Linked DNA regions of Zea mays: region 2 is linked to region 1. A link is a contact called in public Hi-C data. All regions are on one chromosome and are shown on one strand. Each heading gives the region's core, a stretch centred on a gene start, on an enhancer-like site or on the middle of the called end of the contact. The rest is flanking DNA. Distances are from core to core; before and after follow the strand shown. Region 1 has its middle 42 kb from the start of LOC100191347. Region 2 holds the start of LOC100274000 (putative MYB-domain histone H1 family protein).

Region 1 (4,789 bases), core at 1,038-3,537:
TGCCTTGCAATTGATTAGTGTTTTGCTTATTGTTCTTCAAGTATTCAATCTCCGTAGTTGTCTTTCATACATTGTTTACTTATTGACTCTAGTAAATTTATTCCTCTTGTTGTATTGAAAAAATTTACTTAGTATTGTTGTTTTTAGTCAAAACCGTCTATTCACCCCCCCTCTAGCCGGTGTCCTAGATCCTACAACCGTCCGACCTTCATAGCCGAACTGTCCACGCATGTCTTGGACTGTCTGGTCTTAGTGATCGAACTGTCCGACGTACGTAGGGCAGGTGACCGTGATCGGGTGTCCGATCGTGCTAGCCCCGGCGCCTCCGATCTTTCTTTTATCCGAAGCCTTCCGAGTAACCAATCTGCGTGATATATTTGGCGTGCGAGGATCACCAATGATGATATTTTTATCTTTGCTTTTATCGGACGCACATGGCCGAACTAAGACTTTTTGCTCGTCGGCACTAATGTGGCGACCGGGACATGTGGCCTGTCAATCTTCACATCTTAAAATCTCAACCAGCCTTTGTTTATAGCTGATTGTATTTGCCAACGGAAGACATCACAAATATTGGTGTTATGAAGAAATGTACCATGCCACCATTTACAACACACACCCTTTTAATTCTTCAATCGGAGGAATTGTATGTGACAATTTAATATTACCATGCTTAAGTAACTCCTCTAATATTTTATCACACTTAGCAACATTAAATGTGAACTTAACTTTCTCCTTTTGTGCCGGGTGCGGGTGAGAGCGAGAAGAAGATTTTGCCCTTAGTAGGCCAAACAAGCTCAACGGCGTGTAACCTTTTCGGCTCCTGGGGCTTAGGTGGCCGGCTATCTTTATGTCAGCCTTCTGCAGTAGGCCAATCACAGGTGTCTTCCGGTGCTTCGGACGATCCGACCTATGCAGTTGGACGGTCTGCGTAGGGATCGAACGGTCCGATACTATATCGGATTGTCCGGTCAGGCCGTGCGAGCCTTTTGGTGGGCTCTGGCGCTCTGCGTGACTCTGGACTATCCGACGTAAGGTGCTGGATGGTCCGATGGAGGGTCGGACGGTCCAAGATCGTGCTCGGACTGTTCGGTCGTTTTCAGAGCCGATCCACCGCATAGCGAAGATGACAACAACAGTTGCCCCAAATATGAGTTCATCGACATAACATAATATGACTGGTACTGAGAAAACCCATTTGTTGTCGATGTGTTTGGCACAGTTGTTTCGGTGTCCATTTTTCGTGACAAAGAATTAGACGTAAGCATTTTTTTCTAACTTACGCCTCAATTCCTTTATATATTCATCTACACTTTTAATCCCATTGTCACATAAAGAATTTTTAGGAGATTGAAAAACGTCGGATGTCATGGTGTTACTTACAGTGGGGTGCAACATAAAATCTTTTAGGGAAATGGTTCTCCAGCGTAGTCGCCAAAAAGTGTGTTGGCGCCGATCTTGTGGTGCCCTCTGCGGCGGAGCGGACGGTCCGTGGCCTGGACGCAGAAGCGGCTCCTTCCCTTCGTCGCACTGGACGGTCCGCGCTCTGGGCCGGACGGTCCACGATGGCACAGGGTTGTCTTCCTCCTCGCAGGAACATAGATCTCGCCCCCCTATGGGGAAGATCTTAGGGTGCTCCAGGTCCGCAGGTCACCAGGGGCGTCCCCAGATGATGTAGAGTCACCTAGGACACTCGATTTCACTCCGAGGATTAGATCTTGAATTAAGAAATCAAGTCGAGGAAGAGATGTTGAGTGGAGTGGATATTGCCTCTGGAAGGGATAAGATCCTTGGGTCGTTTTAGGGTCGACAGGTCAGCCAAGATAGATTTAGACGACGAAGAGTCGAATAGGGATGAAGGTAGATATGCGATAAGCTATAACCAGAATTATGCTACATCTACTCCTACGGTAGGAATGATAAAGAAAGTAATTGTTTCGATTGGAACGTGTTCGAAGGTTCTCAATCGGCTGTACTATATATATATATATATATGATAGCTAACAAATTACACACGATTAGATAGACAACCACACAGAGATAAAAGATAATCACTCTCGAATTAATCTAATCGTGGGAGTGCGAATCGTAAATACTTTGCGAGTACGCAATGTTCAACATAGAGGAACCTGCCACCTCCGTCGTTGGGCAATCCCACTAATGTACTAGTGTACTACGCGTGACGATGTACGTCGCTGTTGGCGTCACCGGCACATGCCATGCCTGGAACGCCCGAACGTGCTGACGAAAGTGTGGGTGGTGGCGCGGCAACTGCAGATGGGAAACGGAGCTGCACGTGTCGCTGTCGAGGTGGATAGAGGGTACCACAGCCACAGTGTCGACAGGCACGGCACACGACCTGCTGCGTGCCACATAGGAAACCCTTTTTTTGCGTTGCGGTTGCGTGGGGGCCGCCGCGACGATCCCAGTCGTCCCACACGTCCTTGTCGCCATTTTCTCTTTTCCCTCCATCCACCGGCCACCCGGTTAACCAAACCTCAGTACTGTAGGCTACTAGGCTGTCGTAAGTAGCGCAAGAGCGGCTACTGTTCACGTCGAGCTAGCAAGCAGAGGAGCTACAGCTTCCACACCACCGTCGCGCGCGCTGCATGTCGCCGTCGTGGCATCATGACCATGACGACGGGGGCAGTGACGAAGCGACATACATACATGCATGCCGTGTGCCGGTATGGCCCGACTCCCCGACCCAACGCCGTCGGGTCGGGAAGGCACACCACCCACCACCACCACGACGTCCTGCCCCGAGTGGCCGGTGGGCTTGCGTGACGACGTCGCTCGGGGCGCACGTGTCGGCCCGGAGGGCGCCCGGACGTGAGCTAGACGCTGCCGGCGGCCCGAGGATTCTCTGTCGATCTGTTGCGCGGAGGCTGCGGCCACGGGCGTCGGAGGGTCAACTAGCTGATCCCACAACCGACCCGTTGCATCTGCACAGTCTCGCTCTCGCCACCGCAACCAACCAAGCTCACGGGCACTGTATATTGCCTCCGTCTAAAACAGATCTATGCTCTCACAATGAAGATATCATAATAATAGATTTATGAAGTTATTTCAGGCTGACAGACCTGCAGTCTAAAGCGTTGACTCAAAATTACATGACCAAGTCTAGGGATGGATCCGGATATTTATTCGGATGTCAAATTTTTGGTCTTCTTTCTTTGATTATTAACAAACAACATATAAAATTTGCTATGTAAATTTATATTCTTGTTTTTAGCATTGAGGCTATTAATCTTCAAAAAAATAAACATTAAATTCATTCTATATATTTTTAAATAATTAATATAAAATTCGGATGTCTATTCGAATACGGATTCGAATGTTTTTTCACCTTTTTTGTTGAAGGGAGAAAATAATATACATAAAAAATAATATAAAAATTATTTAAATACTTCATAATATTCTTAATAACATTGCCAAAAATTAGCTTTAAATTCTATGTATATCTATGCTAAAATATTAGGTTTGTGATACAAGTCGGATGTTTTAGTAACATCCCTAACCAAGTCTTAAGACCAACCTAATGCCTCCTATGCAACCCACCATGAACGAGCCACGTCTGCACATCCAACACACATACCACATCACCTTTCTCGTCCTTGCCTACATCCTAACTCTAGCCAACCGATGTCTGGCGCCCCACCGCTTCCTATCTTTTTCTGTCTGGCGGATACCATCTATCTCCTCCATAGAATAGCCACGATCGATATACGCCTTTGCCCACGCCCAAGCTTCAGGGCGGCGGTGGTTAGTCAGCCAGGTTGCCCACTACAAGGTACCGACCACCTATCGCTAAGCCACTACCGCAACGGTTAGCCACTGCCCTAGTCTCTCGGCTTTCTATGCTACGAAGATCATCAAGATCGAAACAAGAAACAAAATGGGTAGCGAGTGGATGAATAATAGCACGCTATGCTATATTGAGCGAGAAACGTTTGTAGATATTGAAAGCGAAAAGATTTTGAAGCGTTTTAGAGGTGTGAGAATAGTGGCGGACGCAGGACGAAAATTTAGGGGGGCCCAAAAAGATCACATGAGAGCCATGATTTTCTAGTTCGCCAAGTCCGACGACTGCAGGGGACAAGTCATATCGTTGCGACGAGCGAGATATAACTTGTCGAGCGGATGGACGTCACGATAAAAATAGAACAAAGGACGGAGGCGTCAGAAAGGGGCGAAGTCGGGTGGCGTCACATCGGGAATGGGTCGGCGGCGGAAACGAGGCAGCGAGCAGACTGGTTTAGGTGCTGTCGGGAAGATTAGAGTCAGACTGGTAGATGCAAGGACTCGATCGAGAGGATCCGGCGAGCAGGCTCATAACATGGTTGTTTTAGGCCATGTTCTAAACCTTTAGAGCTAATTGTTAACTGATTTTAGCTGGGTCGAGGCATCTAACAACTAATACTTATTTGAGGGGTATAACTAACAATTAGTTGATCCATTCTAAACCTCTTGGGTAATTTTAGCAACTAGCTATTAGTTTTAGAGATTTAGAACAAGACTATATACTATCTAAAACTTCGATTTTTTTCTACACTTAATACTAAATAATCATTAGGCATAAAGGGGTGTATAAAATTGAGGGGGGGGCATGGCCTACTTTGCCCCCCTTTGCATCCGCCACTGTGTGAGAACTCGAAATATAAATTTGCCTTGCAACCACAACTCGTGAGTAGTTTAAATTGAGTATTATATTTATAGATTCCATACCAACTTATTTGTCTACATGTTTCTTAAAGGTTTAAATTCTATTTTGTAACTTTGTCATATT
Region 2 (4,789 bases), core at 981-3,480, 150 kb after region 1:
TCTATCATATTATTTTGTCAGCCTCGGGAGGCAGGGCCGACCTGTGCCTCTCGCGCATGGAGAGGCTGAGTCCACGCAGAGCCTCCGAGACCGCGTCGGGGCTCTCGAGCGGAGGAGGCCAGGTAGGCCCACCCTGACCGCATCGCCCTCCCGGTTGATGATGAAATCGAGCTTCCCGAAGCGGATGCCACTCTAGGGTGTAGTCAACGCGGGGACCGCCACTGGCCCTCATGGTCGCGCCAAGGTTCCTCGGCGGTGGAGGCTCTCGAAATGAATCACGGCTTCGGGGATGCGATTGGTGTCACGCCTGGCCATCCAGAGCTTGAAGAGCTTTGGCACGGAAAGCGCAAGTCCCCTACCTGGCGTGCCAACTGTCGGTCTTTCAAACCTCGCTCCGAAAAGTAAATTTATTGTGCGCATTCCATGCTCTGGACGGTTTGCGAGGTGTGCACAAGATTTATACTAGTTTGGGCAGCACCTCCCTACATATAGTCATCGGCGGCTTGCGCTATCGACACCATTGATGATCAAAGCTCGTAGTATGGGTTACAAGCAAGGCGAGAGAGGGAGGAGAGGCTCCCAAGTCTCTTGTTCGGGGTGGAGGTGGTTACAAGGTGGAGTCCTAGCTAGGTCTTGGCTTGGCAGCAGGGCTTCGATCTCCAGGTCCTCCTCTAATTCGTCGGTCTTCTGGGCGTCGTCTTCTCTAGGGTCCGTCCTTGCATCGTCCACCCGAGAGAAAGAACCCTCAAGTGCTCTCTCTAGAAGGGTGTCCTCCATGCGCTCCTCTAGAACAGGGTCCCCCTTTGCGCTTGGGGGCCGACCTCCTCCCTTTATAAGCTAAGGAGCGGGGGGTCGGCCCGTGGTGGATTCCTTTGGAAGGATCCACCGGGTGATGGTAAAACCAGGGTTCTTACCATGGGGTAAAGCCACACATGCTTGCAATCGCTTGGCTATCCTGTATTCTTTATTACGAACGTCGCTGGTGGCATGGGCCTGAGCGCTATCATTTGGGCTATGCCGACCCTCGACCTTCGTAGCCTGGGGCTCGGCGCGGCTCATCGTGTTGCGCCCTGCCAGCGGCCTGCGCACTTAGGCCTAGTCCCGATAGGTCATTAGTGCACCGTCGTCCAGGGACGTGCGGGCCATAAATGCACCACAGTCCGAGGGCTTGTAGATCATGAGTGCTCTGCACCCCGAGGGTTTGTAGGCCATGAGTGGTAGGTAGGGTCCGAGGGGCTTGTAGTTAATGTGACCGATCATTTATGATGGGTTGGTCTAGGGCCAGGCGCAGGATCCACTCGAGTGGTTTCCCTTCGACGCGACCGCCCCCCTGTCCGGTTCCGCCAAACCCGACCTCGGGCTCGATGCCACAAGGTTCGTTTGGGGGCGGATTCTTCCAGAGTAGACGTTATTTGTCTCTTTCGACTGACCAGTGGGCCCCTGTTGCCAGAGGCCCTTTCCCAGTGTGCTCGCTGGCCGATGGGCCCCAGGATCTGGGGATCATATCCCCGACAGAGCGCTGCGATGTTTAAGGTGTACAGTTGCGGCTATCGTAGGGGAGGGGTCACCCGTGGATAGTCTATGGCGGCACAACCACACTCAGCGGCCAACCTAGGGATGGCAACATGGAATTCCTCGTTGGGGAATAACTTCCATACCTGTCCTGGTGTTGAATTTTTTTCCACGGGGATCCCCACGAATGCTTGCGGGGTACATTTCTTCCCCTGCAGGGATAAATCGCCGACGAGGATCTCGTCCCTACTTAAACTACAATTAGGACGTACATCCTTTATTATTAATGCAAAACATTGTCATTTATGCGCATTGTTATATGTACATCAATATGAACACATTTATACAATAAGTAATCTAACAAAATAATTATTTATTTTTATTATTATACGGAATATCGTCATGTGCAAATTTAACAAATTCCCGTTTGGAAGAAGATAGACATCGCTTCACCATTTCCCGTCCCATTTATGTGCTATGTGAGAAAATATTTTTTCCTGTAAAATGGAGAATCGGGATAGAATCCCATTGCCTGGTTGCCATCTCTAGGGCAACCCTCTTTGATTTTATTTATTTTTATGTTGATTTTATTTATTTTTATGTTTGATGACGACGACGAAGAATCAAAGAGGGCTTCCTTCGAACGCCACCCCCGGGCCTGTGGCAATTAATCCCCTCGCCTTCGTAACCGCCAGTCCTCCGCCACCTCTCCACCCAACAACAAAACAAGCCTAATGGGTAATGGCTTCCTCAGTTCCTCTCCATCTCACGCCACTGCGCTGCCCTAGAACCTTCGCCGCCGCCCCTCTTTAGGATTACCGTGTCCTCGATCGCCCCCTGGCACGCCCGCCCCGATCGCCCCCTGGCACGCCCGCCCCGGATCCTGCACCGGAATTCCGTGTGGAATTCCGGACCCGATCGAAATCGAACCGCCTCCCTGCGTGCTCCCCTGATCAAGAAATTCTCACGCCGCGCGAACGCACGCCTGAGGCGGTTGGATCCTCTGGTGGGGTTCCTTGGTCTCGATTTGCTGTGGATGGGGGCGCCGAAGCAGCGCTGGACGCCGGAGGAAGAGGCCGCTCTCAAGGCCGGCGTCGCCAAGCACGGGCCCGGCAAGTGGCGCACCATCCTCCGGGACTCGGACTTCAGCGCGCTCCTGCGCCTCCGCTCCAATGTTGACCTCAAGGTGACGCTCGGATCGCCAGGGAGGGTGGGCGGTGGGTTTTTGGCGATCAGCTGAGGGGAGTATGGAGGAAATCTCCAGTCCTTTTAGTCGGTTAGACTGAATGAAAGAAAATCGCGGTTTTGCACGCTCCGTACATCCTGACGTGTTCCTTATTTGGTTCTAGATCGGTATTTTAGGTGGTCGGTACTCGGTAGTAGGTATTGCATAGAGTTTTGAGGTGGCTCGAGAGTAATCTGGTATATCAGAAACTTCTAGCCGTAGCATCATGATGCCCAAAAAGCTTCCACACCCCTTTGTTTTATTCCATGTAGATTTTTTCACCTGCTAGGTATTGATGGTTCCTTGAGAGAGAGGTCACTTCCATGTGTTGATCTTGTTCACCATAACTATGATTTGTTTAGTTGGGCATAATATGTTTTTAGTTTCCAAGTTCATTTTGAATGCCTGTATCGATGAGTACAAATGAATCTTCGGTATGGTCTATTTGTGCAGGACAAGTGGCGCAACTTGAGTGTCACCGCAGGAGGTTATGGGTCTAGAGAGAAGGCAAGGATGGCGTTGAAGAAAGGTAGACGTGTGGTGCCTAAGCTTACTGCTGAGCCAATGGATGTAGATGTGAAGGATATGGACGATGCTCATGACACAGCCATTGATGTGGAACCGTTAGCAATGGCTTTCGAGTCCTTGCCAACTGAGGAAAGTCCAGATAAGTCAGTTGCTAGGTCAGTAGACTCGGTGCAAATATTTTATCAAAACTACTTATTGTCTTTATGAGTAACCTACCTTTTCAGTTCGTCATCTTCCTTTTTGGTGAAATGTGTTTTATGTGGGACTAGATAGAAATCATCGATATAATTTGATTTGACATTCTGATTCTAGTCCTGCCTTGCTAGACATTAAAGTTCAGAAGTTGACCTTAAGGAAATTCCTTTTAAACCATATCTGAAGTTCTGAACTGTCTCGGCAACAACTAGTGCAGGAATTTGTTTCGACTTATTGTCTTTATGAGCAACCTACCTTTTCAGTTCGCCATCTTCCCTTTTGGTGAATGTGGTTTATGTGGGACTAGAATGAAATCATCAATATAGATCGATTTGGCATTCTAGTCCTGCCTGGCTAGACATTAATAAGTTGTTTGGTTTGAGGAATGAGTTAGTTCATCATCTTCTCACTCCTCACTTTTTTGTTTGTTTTGTGGAATGGATTGAGTTGATCCATCATCACCTCATTCCTTATAGTTATTTAGTTAGTACTAATATGAGGAATGAGGTCATCCCACCAAATTTTAGGAATAGACCCATAATGCACCACCATATTTTGGATGGAGTGATTCCTCAAACCAAACACCCCCTAAAGTTCAGAAGTTGACCTTAACAGAAATTCCTTTGAAAACATATTAAGGTATGTGAACTGTCTCGACAACTAGTGTAGGAATTTGTTTACAGTTGTGTTTTGAGTTGGGGTTCGTGATTTTTGTTTACACTAACAGTTGCAGCTTACAAGCACATTAAAGGAGCATATAAACAGTGATCTTGTAGAAAATCAAATGCTTGCCTATTCTCTGCCATATTATAGGCATTCATACATTTCCTTTGGTGCTCAGTTTGACCTCTCTTATCACGTCTTTAGTCATTAAAGTTTATGTCATTTTTAGGAAATGAAATATAAATTATTACCCCCTTTCTTTTACGTTAGAAGGCTTGTTTTATTCAATGATGGTTAAATATAAAAGGCACACATAGTTCCCAATGCTTTCCTATATATCTAAAGGCTAGTTAACTTCATGCACAAAGCGTTGAATTGTTTTTTTCTCCCAACTCAATTTGTTTGTACCAAAGCAACAGAGTAGTAATAGCTACGGTGAGCATTTATGCATGCAACCAGTGTGAATGACTCTTTGTTGTGTTCATGTATGTACACAGTAGTAATGTGTAGTTACTTGGGTCACTTTAGTCAGATTAGCAAGTTTTTTTTTGTCTTTGTTCCCAAATAAACGTGCTCGCTAAAACTGAATGGAGGGACCTTGTCTCTGAGTTGATGGTAACTGTGCATCGGAAATGAAGTTATATGGTCATCGTAATTGAAACAGGA

Evidence for each region. Hi-C and Micro-C count contacts between places; a contact is called where the count stands out from the background.
Region 2: a contact with region 1 is called in a Hi-C map of bundle sheath, with 2.2 times the contacts expected there. The contact joins the promoter of LOC100274000 here to the enhancer-like site in region 1. A contact is called at or near these places in 3 of 25 Hi-C or Micro-C datasets (bundle sheath, ear and leaf).

The regions. Positions count from the first base shown.
Region 1 is chr8:143,979,639-143,984,427 of Zm-B73-REFERENCE-NAM-5.0, forward strand. No RefSeq gene overlaps it. Among protein-coding and RNA genes, the nearest start is that of LOC100191347, 42 kb to the left of the region's middle. Within about 2 kb of position 2,288, at least 19 of the 20 cell types and tissues checked have an H3K27ac peak or open chromatin away from gene starts, as enhancers often do. A contact at or near this core is called in bundle sheath, ear and leaf, where this site is marked.
Region 2 is chr8:144,134,139-144,138,927 of Zm-B73-REFERENCE-NAM-5.0, forward strand. It overlaps LOC100274000 (putative MYB-domain histone H1 family protein), which reads left to right and starts at 2,231. Exons shown (of 6, transcript NM_001148386.1): 1 at 2,231-2,698; 2 at 3,191-3,420. The coding sequence starts at 2,549.